Regions from separate parts of the Bombyx mori genome. Here region 2 is linked to region 1. Evidence: chromatin contacts called from public Hi-C data. All regions are on one chromosome and are shown on one strand. The core of a region is the stretch at or near the end of the contact, and the rest is flanking DNA. Distances in the headings are between cores, read along the strand shown. Region 1 holds the start of LOC101745881 (glycogen-binding subunit 76A). Region 2 overlaps LOC101745881 (glycogen-binding subunit 76A).

Region 1 (2,700 bases), core at 192-2,691:
CTAATACTGGCTAACTGGCTAACACGCCAATCGCATCGCACAATGATATGCGTGGCACCTGCTCTTTAACTAACCAAACCAAAATATTCTTCAAAACTAAATTAAAACAACACATGACGTCGAGTCTGGACGTCGAATTAAAACAATAAACAGTACTTTGAAGTTTTCGTGGCACATTTAAATTATTTTCTTCATTCATTTCAACTCAGCATATAATTAATTACCTTTATATTAAATCTAAATAATTTCAATATTTATAATACGCGGTTACGTTTATAATAAAATTATTTTTAAACTTCGAGTGTTAAGATATATAAGATAGATAATAATTTGATCAAAATATAAACGAATGTAATGGATCGTTAATTTCTCTTATTCTTGTTTATATTGATATTAATTATGAATAGGACCTTTCGTAATAACACCGAAGAACTACTATTAAAGCATCTAAGCTCGAATCTAAGCCTAAGAGATAACGTTAAGATATAGGTAGGTAGAGAGAGGATCTAGGTAAATCTAGGTAGAGAGAATTACCGATATCTAGAAGTAAAATGCAACAATAATGAAAATAAATAACAAACAACATAAACATTTTTACTTTGCAGCAGAGTTATAAACGAAAAATCCAATGCCTATTTAAATGAAGTCAAATAAGGGATAGTTATAGGTAACAACACTAGGTCTGATAAAAATTAAATGTTTTTATACATATTCTTGTTGCTTAGAATTAAAGTTAAGCTCTTGGGCCGCCTAATATGGTGTAGTTACTGCTCACAAATATCACGAGGTCTTGTTTATGGTAGTGGCATGGGCTGAGCGATAGTTACTGTTGTCGATGATACCAAATGACCATGGTGACCACAACATCAAGAAAGCGTATGCTCATCTCGATTCGAAATTTGTCTCGATGTAATGCTGATGATGATGGATGGATATGAAGGGCTGACGAAAAACAGTGAAGAGAACATAGATGGTATGTCATAAAAAAGAATACCTGATAACGCACTGTCAATGAGTGCAGTGATTAAATACTATTTTTTTTCCGGACTCCTGGTACAGACGGAAACATTTCAAACAATACTATTTTAGTATAAATAAATGTAATATAAATATAAAATATGTTTATCTGTAAAAATAGCTATCCAAACGTAGAATTTCTTGAGTTGCATTTAGTGGTAACTCAGTAAATAGCTATTCATTACATTCTATTGAAAGGAAATTTACGACTTGACATTAATTTAACTCACTCACCCGCAAATCCATATCACAGAACACTCACACACACATAGTCCAGCACAATTTTGTTTACTTTAAATAATAACACTACCGAAGTCTAATCGCGTGAATTCGGTGGACATTTATCGTTGTGGAAGCTATTCTTGTACAATACTGGGAGCCTTGGAATGTGCCGCACGTCGGAATCCGTTGCAGGATACAATCAGACTGACAGGAGTTTGAAGACGGGGTTTTTATTGGCGAGTACATCACAAAGTAAAGATTATCTTAATAGATTGGTAATCCTATTAACTTTTAATGAACATAAATATTTATTTGATTAAATGGGTTGGTAACGTTGGGCGATCGAAGCGAAGATAATATGCCTTTTATTCTAAGATAATTTAAATAAATTAAATAAAGGGCTCTCTGTATGTTACGAGCTCGAACTCTCTCCACGTTATCGCTCAGAGGTTAACGATTTTCGCATGGAAAAGTACTACGTATGTGATTACTTTTGCATTTGCGACAATCAAAACAATGTCACATTTATATATAAATAGTAGGTCGGACGTTTGATGCAGGGCGGATGCGCGGGCGCGGGAGGCAGGAGCCGCCTCGCATTACGTAAATTTGGCACAAGATTTTACATACATCTAAATTTGACCGGCACAATATAGCTGACCGCATTAAAACGCATGCAATGCGCGTCCTGCAAAATTGACGTCATTATTCTGTTTTATATTACAGCCTTATTCCAATAATGATTTACGACGATTAAGGCCGAATAAAGTTTTAATTCACTAGCTCTGAACACTACTTTTGTGATTACTGTCCCAGAAACTCTTGACGTTTTAGGGTAAACATTAAGGTAATATTGTTGTAAACAAACATGTTTATGGTATGTTTGTTTTCTAGATGAAAATATTAATTTCAACATCACGATTGTTCACAGTTCAAGATTATATTTTACAATGCTAAATTTTACACTAAAAATATTGTAGATTGAAAATCGATCAGACTGCCTCACTTATACGGCTCTAGTTACAAAGAGAAAGCCGTAAGAAAAACGAGTAACAGTTTAATATATGTATTATGTGTGTTCGATAATCCGTTAACTAAGCCATTATACAAGATTTTAAATGGGCTACATAAAACTAGTTATCAAAAGTTACAGATTTGAGAGTTCGTGTTTGTAATTTCTATTGAGTTCTCTTAACTACACAGTATCTTTAGTTACTTTTACATGTGAGTGACACTCTTAACATGTGAGTATTTTAAGCTTAAAAAATCGATTACCAGAAATATCGATTTTTTTATTATTGTTTCCAGTGAATATTCTGTGTCAGAAGTAATCGAGGTTAAGCAAGCGTGGAGACGTGATCGTGAAACGGAAACGGGCGCGTAGCAACACAATTTTTTTGTAATGCAGAGAGAGTAATTGACCCAGAAGCATTTCCAGCTTCACTAAGGCAGGTGGACGAG
Region 2 (2,700 bases), core at 15-2,514, 41 kb before region 1:
TACCACCACCCCGCCTATTTCCGCCGTGAAGCAGTAATGCGTTTCGGTTCGAAGGGTAGCCGTTGTAACTATACTGAGACATTAGAACTTATATCTCGAGGTGGGTGGCGCATTTATATTGTAGATGTCTATGGGCTCCAGTAACCACTTAACATCAGGTGGGCTATGAGCTCGTCCACACATCTAAGCAATAAAAAATACATAAAAAAAACATTACTAGAATATTCGAATTTCTAATACGAAAATAATGTACAATGACAGATTGATTTCGATCGAAAAAATATATTTTAATTTACCTATAATAACCTCACTAATAAAATGAAAATGAATTTGGTGGTAGAGCGCCTTGTGCCTATTTATACCGCAAAGTAATCATGAATTTTACAGTAGAAATTGAATAGTAAGAATTTGTTATTTTGTCACCTACTAAAAAACCCGCTAAATTCGATTGGATTATAATGTATTATGTCAGTTAACTTGGTTATTTATAAATCGATTTCGATTGAAATGGATATACTTTCAGATTAACTCCACAATAAATTTTAGCAAGATCATTTCGATGATTTGATTTTTAAACTAAAGTTAACTTAACTGAATTTAAGCTGAACTGAGACTGAAAAAAAAAATTTACAAGTTTCAAGTTTGATTCTTGTGTTTTATTTATGAAATTTGTTTTTTTTTGTTTTTTTATTATTATTGTAACTTATACGTGTATTATATATGTATTCTTATATAGTTATTATATATTATGTATTATATACTTATACTTGGGGGCATTTAATTTAATAACACCATAATCCATACCTCATCAAATTAGTAAAAAAATGAGGACACTACAATAATACTATATTGACTACCGATTGTAATTAAAACAGAATTATTGTTATAGTATAAATATGTGTCCGTAGAACTAAAATACACACATAATTAATTTAGAATACGTCATACAGACTCGTAACAAAAAAAATCAAGGCTATGAAAATTCTTCTCTTACATAATAATTATAAATCAAATACGTAATATAGAATTATGATTAGGTTTTAGGTTGTTTTTTTGGCGTGATAAAGACCATGATATTGCAACGCTATTCAATATTCGAAACTATAATCTAGTTATCGGATTAGAAAGTTCAAAAATTTCACAGAAATAATTCTAAATAAACGTCAATGATAATTATTCCATTATCCTAGATAAAGTTGATAAGCGCACAGAAGTTAGGAATGCTTACGTCTCGTGTTGTAAGGAGCTCGTACGAAATGGATATAACGGTCATCGACCTCGCCGATAAGACAGCAAGCGAATTGTATTGCCCGTGTTACATTGTACGTAAGTGACCACTTGATGAACTAACTAAACTATCAATATATTATATGTCCGATAATAATAGCATTAAGTCTGTGCACATGACGCGATGTTTCTGTCCGAAAAGTATTTATGTCTCTGTTTAACGCGAATATTGGAATAGGACAAAAAAAAGCTATCTATAAGGGTCTATATTATGTACAATCGCGCTAGTTAGACATTCGTGGAAATATATTATGAAACCAATCTTAGTGTTTTTATATGAATAAACTGTGCCATTTATCCAAAGCCTTCAGAATACTATTTCTATTGTGTTTATTTTAATATTGTTGAATTATTTTTTTTAATTGCCTTTGTAGGCAGACGAGCATACGGCCCACCTGATGGTGAGTGGTTACCGTCGTCCATGGACTTCAGCAATGCCAGGGGCAGAGCCAAGCCGCTGCCTACCGCTTTTTTTGTGATTAGAACCATATTTTACTGTTACGGACAATTGCAACAATGCGAATTTAATGTATGATTACAAGTCACCAAGCGTTGCTAAAAACTTAATTTAAAAACACATTGTCCGTTGTTAACCAACCAGCAATCATCTATCTGTCTAATCGTCTATCTGTACAGTACATCATATTTAATAGTCTGCACTAAATCGGATTTGTTCGGAAGATCTAAATGACCTTGTCCAATTATAAAACAAAACACAAGGTTAAATAACCTTGTCAACTCAAGATACCGCAAACGTTCTCACCATTCATCGGCAGTACTCACTCAGAGTAAAGACTACAGACTACCTCATTATCAACGGGAACCTGATTCAGAAATATCGGAGATATCAGTAAACATTCAGAAACTTACTTATCGGTTTTTTTTTCTTTTTTTTTCCTATCTTAACTAATAGCCTTGAGAGGCTATTTCAGCGTAACCTTAACTAGTAGGTGAGTTCACGGGGCTCAAACCTGACGACGTTGCTGACACGAACCCTAGCAAGAGCCGTGCTTCGCAGAATCTACCACCGGATCGGAAACGCGACCCACTGAGAAAATTCGGCTAAAAACTCAGTGGACTGTCTGTGGGTTAATTTACTCGTCGAGCCCTTCGTCGCAAGCGATGCGGCGACGGGTGCGACGAGAACGATGCTTGAGGTACGTAAAAGCACCGTTAGTGGATTGCGAGGATTCGAGTTGACGTGTTTTGGGCGACGTTGACTGTTTTTCATTCTGTCCGTAGGATCGGGAATATTACTGTCAAACATAGAACCTCGGCTTTTTGTCGTCATTTAAAAAAGGTTATAAACTATGTTTATTTGCACAAAGGAGAAACCCCATTCTGGTCCTAAGCCTTACATGAATGGGATATGTACCAAAAAAATCGTCTATTTTGCTTGATTAACCTATTGAA

Evidence for each region. Hi-C and Micro-C count contacts between places; a contact is called where the count stands out from the background.
Region 2: a Hi-C map of whole pupa shows a contact between it and region 1, with 5 times the contacts expected there. The contact joins the enhancer-like site here to the promoter of LOC101745881 in region 1. A contact is called at or near these places in 3 of 7 Hi-C or Micro-C datasets (midgut and whole pupa).

What each region holds. Positions count from the first base shown.
Region 1 is chr11:11,022,415-11,025,114 of ASM3026992v2, reverse strand. LOC101745881 (glycogen-binding subunit 76A) reads right to left here and starts at 1,441. Exons shown (of 2, transcript XM_004931479.5): 1 at 1,252-1,441. The coding sequence starts at 1,263. It overlaps LOC119629104 (a long non-coding RNA gene), which reads left to right and starts at 1,336. Exons shown (of 2, transcript XR_005245182.2): 1 at 1,336-1,514; 2 at 2,548-2,700.
Region 2 is chr11:11,063,720-11,066,419 of ASM3026992v2, reverse strand. All of the region lies in intron 1 of LOC101745881 (glycogen-binding subunit 76A), which reads right to left. Among protein-coding and RNA genes, the nearest start is that of LOC134199692, 4.4 kb to the right of the region's middle. Within about 2 kb of position 1,264, at least 6 of the 8 cell types and tissues checked have open chromatin away from gene starts, as enhancers often do.